Linked DNA regions of Sus scrofa: region 1 is linked to region 2. The links are chromatin contacts, called in public Hi-C maps. All regions are on one chromosome and are shown on one strand. Each heading gives the region's core, a stretch centred on a gene start, on an enhancer-like site or on the middle of the called end of the contact. The rest is flanking DNA. Distances are from core to core; before and after follow the strand shown. Region 1 holds the start of RPL32 (ribosomal protein L32). Region 2 holds the start of CAND2 (cullin-associated NEDD8-dissociated protein 2).

Region 1 (6,741 bases), core at 1,448-3,947, 34 kb after region 2:
ATATTTCCAGCATTTCAAGGCCTAGTTAAATAAATTTCTGACCCAGAGAAACTCAACCAAAAGTGTGAATAATGATTTTATTTTGATACTTGTGCCCACAATTACTATAGGTAATTCTTTCTGAACCAGACAGAAACAGTCTTAATCACTTCCCATGAGAAATCTTTTCTCACCCACTGCCCTAGTTTGGGCCTAAGCAGACCAAAAGTATCTTACGCACAGAGCTCACCAAGTGTTGAACTTTCTCTAAACACCTGAAATAATGCTATGAACCCCCACGCTCTCTTGCATCCCTACAACTGTATAAGCTGTCCTATGTACAACCTCTGCCCTTGCCCCCACCTCACATCAGAGCCCTAATCAGTTAGCAACTCCACTCCTGTAACCTTCTGGAGATACCTGTGGCCAGAGTAAGGTGCCCCTTAGGTCTGTGGATACACCCTCCTCACCTGAGTGATGTTCTGAAAATGACTGCCAGAGGATGCAAGACGGGCTGCAATGCCAAGGAAAGTCATGCACTATCCAGGTCCTGGGTCTCTAAACTTTTCAAGACACCATCCCCCCCAGAGGAAACACATAGGCAGGCTTCTGACACCTGAACCCAGAGGTGGGACCCAACTCACTTGTTGCACATTAGCAGCACTTCAAGCTCTTTTACATTGTGTACCAGAAACTTCCGGAAGCCACTGGGCAGCATGTGCTTTGTTTTCTTGTTGCTCCCATAACCAATGTTGGGCATCAAGATCTGGCCCTTGAACCTTCTCCGCACCCTGTTGTCAATGCCTCTGGGTTTCCGCCAGTTCCGCTGAAAGAAAACACATGGTTAGTGTCCATGAAGCCTGCCAACTCCTTTTGGAGAGGACCAGATGAAAAGGAAATGTACTGAATGGGAGCTGCCTTTGTGTAACAGGATTTCTCTACTTTTGTGTATGGGGGGGGGGGGGAAATAGGGACTTGTAAATTTGACCAGCAGGAATATAGACCCACATTCATATTTCTTCTAAGCAAAGGAGAAGCAAGACTACATACAAAGGAATGTGAGGAGACTGTGTATAAAGATGAAAAGCATGGGCTTCAGCATCACACCCAGTTTTTTTCATCTATGAAAGAAGCACACTGTCATAAGGCCACCTGAAATGTAACAAATATAAGCCTCCAGGCACCTCTAAACAGACAACTGTTCTCTGTCATTTAAACTTCAATTTACACATCAAAAGACTGGTGCCAGTAAGGCATCTTCAGGGACTCTAGGGATGCTACAGAGCTTTGCCACCAGACACAGACCAGCTCATCTACCAAAAACCATCTTCTGAGGTGGGGATCCCAGAAACCCAACAGCCTTTCTTCACCCCGACACTCCCATCCCTGGCCATATACCTTAATTTTGACATATCGGTCTGACTGGTGCCGGATGAACTTCTTGGTCCTCTTTTTGACGATCTTGGGCTTCACAAGGGGTCTGAGAGCAGCCATGATGCCTAGAGAAAGAGGCAAAAGACCAGTCAACAAGTCTCAGAAGGAGGCTTTCCTGCAGGGGCTTGAACACTGTTGCAGAGTGTCTTCCAATCACCAGCTACCAAGCAAGCTAGGAATGGAATGGGTACCTCTGCCAGGCTTGCTGTCCCTCCCGACTCCGAAGCTGGCAGAATACTAGCCATTCTCCAGATGCGATCCTGGGAGGTAAGGGGTCACCTCACCCACTCAAAAGCTAAGAAATAATGCCTAAAACCAACAGCAAAGGGTAAATCTGTAGAGAAGCAGTAAGTCCCATTCGAGTCTCAACTGCAGGCCAGGGGCAATCCACATGACCCCAAATCTATTTCCTCACTGTAAGATGCAGATATTGCACATTCAACACTTGCAGTGCCGGGACCAAGAAACCTGTAATTACCCTAGGAGGCTGCTAACACTCAAAGGACACCCCAAAACTGTGAGGTTCTTCTAAAGTGCCTGGAGGCCTTGGAACACACCTGGTCATCACCTTAAAATGTCACCTTCCTCAAGGCCTTCCCGCTACCCTATTTTTACTACTGTAGCACACTTTCTCTCTGTTCACGTTCATCAATATCTTTGCCCAGCACAGAGCTGGGACTCAATTTGTCCAGAAAACGAACGACCTCCTGCCCCCAATGGTCTCCTCAAAAGACAAAACGCAGTCCAACATTCCCAGACATCCCGACCCGACACCAAAATTTCGGTTAACTGAACAAGTCGACTCGCAGTCGCGTTTTGTTTTGCTTTTGCTGATCCCCCCCACCGCAGCAACCCCAAGGCCAGAAACTGGAGAGAAGCGAGCGCCGAGATGAGGATTCAGACAAACACAGGTAGGCAGACATCGCTGAGGGGGCGAGGCGATAACTTGAGCTCAGAGCCGTTAGGCCTGAATCACTCATCGCTCCGCGACCCCCAGGAACTCCTTAGCGCGCGGCGTCCCCAGTGCTCATACAAGCTGTTCGTAACTGACCCCAGGTGGCCTCCGTAGGAGGCAAGGGAGCCCTGCGAAGGGAGCCGCCATCACCGCCAGGCCGCTTCGCTCTGTTCTTTGTACGCGCTCCAACCGACCGACAAGGACAATGCCCACCCAGACGACCGCTCGGAAGGTTAGGCCTCCTTAACAGGGCACGATGGAGCCAGATGGACACCACAGAAATGCGGATGGCCAACGATTAACACTCACCAGGCGGGCGATGGCTGCCACCTCCGTAAGGCAGCGCCGAGGAAGAGAGGGAAGGGTGCGCGCGGGGGCTGATGGGACTTCACCTCTGGGTCCCGGCAGGGAAAAGAGGAGCACTTCCGGCTATTGGTCTTTCAAAGAAACTAAAGACACGTCAGAGGAATAATTCTGAAAAAACGTCGAGAGCCACCTGTGTTTTCCTAGACATTAATATCTAGGAGTATCTCTGAAAATTTTCGTGCCTGCTGATGGGACAACGTAAAAATTTGGAATTCTTTTTGAGCTTCTAAGACCTGGCGAGGAGGAGCCACTTCCGCCAGGAACTGAAGCCGCCCTCCGCAGGATTATCCAGTTTTTAGATTATTTCCGCCCACGTTTTTTCTTTCGACGTGCGCCTCTTAGTGGCCTGGAGGGAATAAAACAGTGACTGCGGAATTCCCCCACGTGAATTTAAAGAGCAAATAGACTGTGTAACAGCTCTCATTCAATGGGCTTCTCACAGTTCTGTGAAGGTAGTTCTATCAATTTCCCCATTTTACAAGTGTAGAGAGTGAAGTTTGGAGTTTTTACTCCAAAAACCACACTTCTGACCATAAGGCTAAACTGTCTAGTTTTTAATTGTTGTTCTTGGCTTGCTTCGTTTTAGCTTTTGTTTTTAAGATTGCTGTGAAAATCAAATTTCAGAGAAAAGAAGCCCCTTGATTCCACAATCCGAACATGATAGGGTTATCATGTCATCAGTGACCTGAGGTAGAGAAGTTCCAGGCCAGCTGGAGACCAAAGCTGAAGGGGATTGTGTTGTCGACTGAGTGATGGGTGAGAAGGGAAGGGAGTGAGTGTTGACAACTCCTCCCTGACATTTTGACTGTGGAGGGGAGTGTGAGGAGACCCAGAAAAGTGAACCGTGAAATGTGAAGTGAAGGTCTGGTCCAAGGTCACACAGCTCACCACCTGGGGAATCCTGCTGGTCCTGGGGGCTGAAGGAGTCAGCTGGGGTTCCAGGCAGGAAGGCACTGTGCTAACAGCAGCCCACATGGTGTGTGCCATGAAGGAGAAGGTCTTGACAGGGTCAGGTGAGTGAAGCGGGTGACCAGTCATGAACAATTGGGCATTCTTGCAGTTGTGAAGGCCTAAGAAATTTAGAAGAATGACCCAAATGGCTTAGACCTTGCAGGATGAGAGACTTGCTGCTACTTATTTGAGGGGGGCACAGGGGCACCACACTGCCTGCTGCTTCCCAGTAGGCACCGAGACCCAAGATAAGAGGCTCAGGACCTCAGCTTTCCAACACCCCTCTGGCCACAGCTCCTAAGCAAGAAGTCACATCAGCTGGATCACAGCAACTCCATCCTGCTTTATTTCAAAAGAACAAAGGTCAGGAGAGGGAAATAACAACCACAACTTTCCCTGGACTCATCTGCCCTCTGAGACCCTGGACACTTTGGGATGACTTCCCACTGGAACAGTTTCTCCCGTCCGGCTCTCTAATATTCTCCCGCGTCTTTGGCCCTGGGCTGCTGACTGCTCTGGCTGTGGCCCCAAGGTTGGCTAGGTTTGGCAACACCTAGTTGATGTGATAGATCTCAGGGGCATCGTAGTAGGCACAGGTCATGTAGTTCATGGCTTTAATGGGCCACCAGTGGTTCGGGTGGTAGGTGACTGAGTAGGCTTGGGGCGTGCGTCGGACACAACTGAACAGTGCCAGGCTGCGGTCCACGGTCATGGTGGGTAGGTAGAGCTGCAGCTTGTCCAGGAGGTGACCCGGCCAGAAGAAATTGGGATGAGTTCGCTGAGGACCACTAGGCCTCTTTTCCTTCAGCTTTCTGGAGAGTGGGAAGACAAGGGGATGGTCATTCATATGGCAAGGGGGCAGCAGAGCCCGCCCACTGTGAGCAGTGGAGGTGCAGCACTGTGCTAGGTACTTGTACTCAGTCCTCCCATCAGTGTCACATGGAAGGCTCTGTTGTCCCATCTGCCTCACCAGTGAGGACTCAGAGGCCCAGAGAGGCCAGATCATTTCCCCAAAGCCACACGGCCAGCAAGTGGCAGGGCACAGGTTTGACTGCCAGTTTGCTGCTTCTAAACCTAGACTCTTAAGACCATACCATCTGCTCTGGAGAGGCCTTTTCATGTGCTGTTCACAGTGCAGCCTCTGGAGCCAGTCCATATCCCTGTTCCACCATTTAATAGATGCATGACTTTGAGCAAGATAGTTAAACTTCCCTCAGTTTCCTCTTCTATAAAATGCCTCAGTTTCCTCTTCTATAAAGTGGGTATGCCAAGAGTAACCTCCTAGGGTTGTTGAGAGGATTTATGTGAGTTAATACACGGCAAACATGCAGAACAGTGTCTGCCTGGCACTCTGGGCACTCTGTCATCTTACTGCCACTCAGATCCTGGGCACTGAGTCCCAGACGCTGTACTACCACGTGTCCCCTTGACCCTGCAAGTCTTGGGCACCTCCCTCCCACCCACCCCCTTCCAGAGGCGGATGATTGTTACAGACCTGGTGAATTCCTCAAACTCCTTGAAGTGTATTTTCTTGTTTTTTGTTGGCATTTTCCTACTGGATAAGAGAGAGAGAGGCATCTTGTCAGGAGGGGGCACTCCCGGTTAATGGGGCCTTGGGGGCCAGGTCAGGGCAGCAGGGGACCCAACTCTGAGTCCAGACCAGAGCCCTGACTCTTTCCCCCATGCTCCAGGAGGGCACACAGTAGCCTGGGGTGACTAGACCTGGGCCCCGTTGGTCAGGCAGACGGGATGACAGCCCTGGTCTGGTAGCCTGGCCGGCTGGGTGGCTTGGGGTGAGTCACTGCCCTGGTGGAACCTCCCTGCACGGAGCCCTCCCAGGTGGTTAGGAGATGTGCTCAGTAATCTGAATCCTTCTGGGGCCCCTGACTCCCACGTGCCACCAGAGCCGAATCCAGTCTTGAGGACAAGGGTGGTGAAAGCCAAAGCCCCAAATCTCGGGCCTGGCAGACATCACCTAGTCGTCCATGGCTCTCTTCCCAGGCAGCCTGCATCTGGGCTCAGAATCCTTCACAACACACCCTAAGAAGCCAGGGAAACCTGTCCATCCCTGTCCCCAGGGGCTTTTGTCCTTTATAACTGTGGCCTATTAAAGAGGACGAAAGTCATGTTCTCAGGTTCCCTAGGTTCATGGCTCAGGAATGGTGGCAGCCAGCCAGGGGCTGGAAGGCAGTCACTAGTGGGTCAGAAAGGACCCTCTAGGCCACTGTGACCTGCCGGGCTTGCACTCAGCTCTTTGCAGCCAGGGCTGTGGGCAGCCCCACCTGCAGACCTAGCCCACTCCTGCACTTGAGAACGCCCTGACAGGGCAGTGGACAACAACAATCACAACTCATGTGAGCTGCTGAGAAGTTTACATGCATTTCTCCTCAGTCCTCACCCATTTCATAGATGAACACGCCGAGGCTCAGTGACTGAAATAGCTTCTCTGCTGAACCACGGCCTTTTCCACATGGCTCTGCGGCTCCCAACCCAGCTGCTCTGCCCAGACCACTGGGAAGGTAGCTGGCAGTGGTCTCGGGTTTGAGGGGGTAGGCCTGGGCCCACCCCCTCATGGCATCTGGTCAGCTGCCTACCTCCTCCCTCTGCAGGAACACCCACTGTTCTCCAGTCTGCGGTCACTGCTGCTGGTCATAGCCTGCCCTCGAGTCCCCTCCTACCAGAGGAGGATGTTTTCTTAGAGAGACTTGGGTTGATCTGAGGGTTGGTAGGGAACACCAGTGCAGAGTACTTTTCTCCTCCTGGGGGGCTGCAAGCCCACCACTTCCCAGAGAAGGCAGGGCAGAGAAGGGGCCGCCACCACTGTCCTCTGCAGGGCCCCTGACACCCAGCCCATAATCTGTGAAGGGGCATCCCCCACTTCTCTGAGAAGTCCCTCTTTTTAACCTTTTCCAGAGATCATACAGGAGGTGGTCAGGAGGGCAGTTGTATGGGAGAGGGTCAAGGAGGCTGTGGAGACAAATGCCAGGGTGACACCGGGGACTGGCCAGCCTGTGGTGACCACCTGGGTTGGACATGCTGGGGTAGGACACAGACAC
Region 2 (6,140 bases), core at 528-3,027:
TAATGGGATCAGTGGCATCCCTAGGGTGCTAGGACACAAATTCGATCCCTAGCCCGCACAGTGGCTTAAGGATCTGGCGTTGCCACAGCTGCAGTGTTGGACACAACTGCAGCTCAGATCTGATCCCTGGCCCAGGAACTCCATATGCTGTGTGGTGGTCAAAAAAGAAAAAGAGGGGGGAGTTCCCCTTGTGTGGTTCAGTGGTTAACAAACCCAACTAGTATCTATGAGGATGCGGGTTTGATTCTTGGCTTCGCTCAGTGGGTTAAGGATCCGGCGTTGCCATGAGCTATGGTGTAGGTCGAAGACTCGGCTCAGATCTGGTGTTGCTGTGTGTGTGGTGTAGGCTGGCAGCTGTAGCTCCCATTTGACCCTAGCCTGGGAACTTCCATATGCCTAGGGTGCAGCCCTAAATAGACAAAAGACCTAAAAAAAAAAAAAAAAAAGAAAGAAAGAAAAGAAAGAAAAAGAGGGGAGGAAAAAAAAGTCCCTCCCTGACCACCTTGGCTAAAGTTGCCCCTCCATACCCAGGAACTTTCTATCTTTGCCCTCACCTGCTTTTGTTTTCTGTATAGCTCTTATTTTCCTTATATAATTGGGCCCAAAGGGGCAAGGGCTGTGGATTTCTAGTTCCCTGCTGTGTCCCTACTTTCTGCATTGTCCACTATGGTAGCCAATAGCCATAGGTGCCTATTTAAAATTGATTACAAGTAAACAGAATTAAGAATTTGGTACCTTGGTCACACTAGTCACATTTCAAGTGCTCAATATCCACCTGTAAGCCATGGCCACCATCATGGGCAGTGCAGATGCAGAATATTTCCCACATTACAGAAAGTTCTGTTGGGCAGTGCTGCTTTAACCCAGGAACCCACAGCAACAGATACCCAAGAAGCATATTATAAAGATTTCTTTTATCCCCATATAATGGGCGAGAAGAACATAGCTGGGAGAGGTTGGATCATTATCCCAAGACCACACAGTCAGGAAGCAACCCTGCAGGGATTTGAACCCTGGGTTGTCTTGTGTGTGCTACTCCCTCTCCCAAGGATGAGCAGCCTCCTGGCTATTCAGGAAAGTTCTGCCACTCTCCTTGTCCTCCCACAGATCCTTCCACCCTGAGCTTGTACATACCTTCAGAGAAACTGTGGGCAGGGTCATGTAAGGATTGTTGCCCACTCTGGGGTCAGTCCTGATTCCATCCTGAACTCATGGGCTGTGTGACTTGCAGCAAGTCCCTTTGCCTCTCTGGGCATTTCTTCCTCAAGGGAAGAAACAGACCGCGATGGCCTGAGGGTTGAGAGTGGCAGGCAGGAGGCCTGGAGCGGCAGACTACACTCCATATCCTGTCTGGCTCTGGGGTAGGCCAGGATGGGGAGCAGGTGGGGGTGGAAGTGCTTTGGTTGGCTAGACTTACACGAGCAGCTCCCTTTTTCTGAATGGCTACCAATGAGAAAGCTGAGGATTAGAGAAGTCAAGTAGTTGGCCAAGGCTTCACAGACGCATCTGGGGTTCGAACCCGAGACTCTCTGGTACCGTGCCTGTGTCTCCTGAGCAGAGCCGAAGGGACGCACAGGAATAGGGCAGAGGTGTCAGTTGAGAGGTGGTGAGCTCCCCGTCTGTGGGAGTGTGCAAGCCGGTGATGGGCCGTCCGCCGGGGCCCGGACAGCGGCTGGCGCCCGGAGAGACCGCGGAGCCCCTCGCGGGCCCCTTCCGCCTCCCGCAGCGGCGGCCAAGGCCAAGGCGAGCGCGGCGCGCTGGGCGGGGCGGGGGCTGCTATTTCTGGCCGCCGAGCGCAGCCCGCGCGCGGCGGGGGAGGGGGCCTCGCGCCGCCATATTCTCTCCCGCCGGCGGCCCCGCGGCGCAGCCACCATGAGCACCGCCGCTTTCCACATCTCCAGCCTCCTGGAGAAGATGACATCCAGCGACAAGGACTTCAGGTGCGTCCTGCTGCTCGGCCCCCGCCTCTCCGCCCTGCTCCGAAACCCCCCGCCTTCCCTTCCCCAAGCGCCGGCCCGGCCCCAGGACTCTGCAGCCCCTGCCTCTTCTCCCCGCGTCAGGCTCTCCTCTCCCCGCTTCTCCAGGCGCCCCCTCCCCGCCTCGGTGTCCCCGGCCCCTGGCCCGCACATGGCCGCCCTGCCCTCTCCGTGACTCCACTCCAGCTGCGTCTCCCACCGTGCAAACTTCAGCCCCTGCCTCCCGTCCCGCATCAGAGCCGCAGCTCGCCCCTCTGCACCCTTCCTCAGCCTCTCCGCTCTTCAGTTGTGCCCAGCCCGCATCTCTCCCCGCAGTGGATGGGTCCAGGCCCTTCACCGCAACCCGCACTGGAGCCCTCGGCCTGTCCTCGAGGATCCCAGCGACTGCTGCCGCTTCTCCGCATTGAAACCCCCTACCTTCCTGGAACCTCAGCCCCCAGGGCTGACTTTGTCATCGTACCCTCAGCTCTGCTCTCTTTTCCTCAAAATCATCCCAGGCCTCCTCCCTGCACTTCCCATTCTCTCCCCTCTTTAGTTTGCTCTGAACCGCTTGAGGGAGGGGGTTGGGCGGGGTGGCTTTGCAGACCCAGGTAGGTGCTGGTTGGGGTGGGGCTTCCAGGTTTTGTAGGCCACTCCCTTTCTGGTCCAGCCTCCTCCTCCTCTGGAAACTAAGGCCCAGAGAGGGGAAAGGCTTTACCCATGGTCACACAGCCGGTTCTGGACCCTCTAAGCTAAAAGAAATCCTCAGACATAACATAGATGACACGCCCACCCATTGAATATTCTGCCACTTTATCCCTATTTTACAGACAGGGAGAGTGAGGCTCAGGGGCTAAAGGGCCCAGGTGTACTCAGAAAACAAGTAAGTGAAGAAACGGAGTCTACATCCAGGTCAGTCTAACACAGAGACTGAGATCTTAGCAAGGCCATCTGACAGGTGAGGAGATCCAGGTCCTACTTTCCTGTTTGGACCCCTGCCTTCTGCAACTCATTCCTCAGCACCCCTCAAGAGCCCCCACTTTAGTAGAGCCTCTGAGTCACAGTCCTGAGTTCAGATTCTGCCTGCAACCACTTACTGGCTGTGTGACTCTGGACAAGCTGCTTAATCCCTTTGAGCCTTAGCTTCTGTTTCTATAAAATGAGTATGATAACAGAACCCACCCCGATGCTGGTGTAAAGATGTAAATGAGTTAATACATGTGGGATGCTTAGATTAGAGGCTGGCCCCAGGTAAGCACTTAATAGTTGGTCATTGTTGTAATTCTACACACATCAGAAATCAAATCTGCCAGCCCTCTCCCCACTCTGGGCCTTTATCTGGATGTTCTTTGTCTGCCTCTTCATTTCCCCACTTCACCTGACTGGGTCCTACTCAGTTGTCACCTCTTTGAGATGCCTCCTGATACCCAGGCAGGGTAAAGCACCTCCCCGCCCTGTATTTCTGCTGTATCACTTCTTAAGCCAGGGAGACTAAGCACCTGGACCACTGGACCATGTGCTCTCTTTTTGGGTCCCAGAGCCTGTTCTGGGTACACAGTAGGTGCTCAGTGAATGTTTTCCATGTCCAGATTCCCTGCAGTCCACTGTAATCTCATTCAGTCCTCCTGGGTAGTAGTGACTGTTCTTCCTATTCTCCAAAGGCCTGGAGAGGTGATGTGACTTGCCCAAGGTCACACAGCCGGCCAGTGGCCGACAATGAGATCTGCACCACTGTCTAGGGCCTCAAGTCCAAGCTCCAGGAGGGGGAACTGGCCTCCAACTAGAGCCTGAGAAGCCTTTTCAGGCTGCTCTGCCAGCGGCCCTGAGAACACTTAAAACCACCCCAAGCATATGAGGATGGTGTCTATTTTTAAAGTCTAAATACCATGGGAGCTGGGTCCTGCTGACCAGCTGTCCAGGCACCCATGTGGCTGAATGTTTAGCTGAATTGCCTCTAGGGTTTCTCTGGAATGAAACTGAGACTGTGTTACTGTGTCCTGTGGCTTCTGGAGGTGGCTGGTGACTGCAAGTGGGGGTCCCAGGCAGGTAGAAGAAGTTTTTGATCCCTGTTGTCCCTAGGCCCCGACTCTGTGGCCAGGGGGTGACTCTGTTCCTACTCAGACTCCAACTGAGGGGTCTTGCAGGAATTTCCACATCATTTCTTTTCTGGCCCCCCTGCAGATTTGGAATTCTCATGCTAGGGATCAGATGCAAGCTGCACTTGCAACCTGTGCTGTAGCTGCAGCAACACTGGATCCTTTAATCCATTCTGCCGAGCCAGGGATTGAACCTGCGTCTCAGTGCCCCAGAGATGCCACCAATCCTATTGCACTGCAGGGGGACCTCCTCCCACATCATTTCTTGAAAATACAGTCATATTGGTTAACATGGGTTGAGGAGCCAGGAGACCTGACTGGTGGGCTGATTCTCTTCCCAACTTGCTGTGCGGTCCTGGGTGGTTCTCACAACCTCTAGGGGTCTAGTTTCCTCATCTACCTCATGCTAAAAGCTGGTTGTCTTATTGAAACCTCCCAAGGATGTTATGAATTGGGGCAAAGAAAATTCCCCTTTTATAAATGGAAAAATTGAGGCTGAGAGAGAAGTTAATTGCTCAAGGTCACCCAGGTGATAAGTGGCAGGGCCCGTATATTTACTTAAAGCCAAACTTCAGTGCCCAAGCTCTTATCTACCAAGTGATATATAATCCTGTATACCCTGCTTTTACCACCTCCACACACATATGCATCTCAGAGAGTTGTGAGTATCTCAGAGTTCCTGTTTGCAGGAACTTGGGGTATCTGAACACTGAGGCCTATTTCAGAAGGATTGGCTTCTGAGTTTGGATTTCCACACAGCAGTTTGGCCCTGAGCCCTGTTAGGGGCTAGCTTTGACCTTCCCTCTCCTCCTGTCCTCAGCTTGCCTCATCGGGCCCTCTTTGAACCTGTTGTTTGCTGGGCCTGGAGTCCCAGAGTTGAACTGACCTCTGTGAGTTCACGGTTTAATGGGGGAGACACTGGTGATCAGGCTTGCAGTGCACTGTGAGATGCTATGATGGAGAGGGCCCTCCCCAGGGGAACCGAGTGTGCTTAGAGTGTGCAGGTGAGGAATAAGGCAGGGTGGTCAGAGGAGTCTTCTCTGAGAATGGGACATTTGAGCTGGGCCCTTGACAGATGAATAGGAGTTCTGTAGGTGGAGAAGAAAGAGGAGGGCAGGAGGCCTGTCTTGGGCAAAGGAGCACATCCCTTGGATTGCCTGGCTGGGCTGAGTCTCCCTGAACTGCAGCAGAAACACAGCTTCAGGACCCTGCCTGCCTTCTCTGAACATTGTCTCAGCTGGACAGTCTTAGGAGTTTGTGTGCCTACCCCAGTCCTGTTCTGGCTCAGAACCAGTTTGCTTCCTTCACCTTACCTTGGCTGCTTCTGCAGTGGCCAGGCTCAGAGGTAGGCATAGTGTGCCCTGCCATCCCCTCCTTGCTTTGAACCCAGCTGCCTTCTCTAGGCAGCTTGAGGCTTATCCCAGCTGTTCAAAATAAATAGCTATGACATCGACAGGGGCCCTCCCTGCAGGGCCCTGGGAGCCACTGTGACATCTAGCAGCAGTCCTGCAAAGGTGAGGCTGGAATCCTACTGTGGCCGATTTTACCATAGGAGGCTTGGGTGTGTGTGGGGGGTTCTTGGTGGACTTGCTCAAGCTAGAAAGCAAGGCTGGTGTGAGGAGGCAGAGTGGCCTGATGGGTTTGCAAAGGCCAGATGCTTTCTCTGAGGCTGCTGTGCTCTGAGCTGGACCTCATGGCATCTCCTTGCTGTTCTTACGTGCCTGCGGGAGCCAACAAATGGGTGCCATGGGCCTGGGGAGAACCTGGAGAGTGTGTCCCTACAGAAGAAACTTGCTAGAAATGCAAATTTTGGAGTTCCTGCTCTGGCGCAATGGATCGGCAGCACCTCTGCAGGTTCGATCCCTGACCTGGCACATTGGGTTAAAGGATCCAGTGTTGCTGTAGCTACAGCTTGGATCTGATCCCTGGCCTGGGAACACCATATGTCATGGGATGGCCAAAAAAAAAAAAAAAAAGAAAATTTTGGGCCCCAGCTCAGACTTTTCTGATTCAGCAACCCAGGGCCCAGCAGGGTTTAACAAGCCCAGGAGATGTGGCTGCAGTTTGAAAACCACTGGGGCAGAATCCA

What was found. A called contact is a pair of places that touch in the nucleus more often than the background predicts.
Region 1: a Hi-C map of embryonic fibroblasts shows a contact between it and region 2, with 1.5 times the contacts expected there. The contact joins the promoter of RPL32 here to the promoter of CAND2 in region 2. A contact is called at or near these places in 1 of 47 Hi-C or Micro-C datasets (embryonic fibroblasts) and 1 of 2 datasets of contacts at active chromatin or transcription factors (skeletal muscle).

The regions. Positions count from the first base shown.
Region 1 is chr13:68,790,481-68,797,221 of Sscrofa11.1, forward strand. RPL32 (ribosomal protein L32) reads right to left here and starts at 2,698. Exons shown (of 5, transcript NM_001001636.1): 1 at 2,678-2,698; 2 at 1,378-1,478; 3 at 624-805. The coding sequence starts at 1,473. It overlaps EFCAB12 (EF-hand calcium binding domain 12), which reads right to left. Exons shown (of 9, transcript NM_001243853.1): 8 at 5,181-5,240; 9 at 4,009-4,497. The coding sequence ends at 4,239.
Region 2 is chr13:68,756,962-68,763,101 of Sscrofa11.1, forward strand. It overlaps CAND2 (cullin-associated NEDD8-dissociated protein 2), which reads left to right and starts at 1,778. Exons shown (of 15, transcript XM_021069357.1): 1 at 1,778-1,940. The coding sequence starts at 1,873.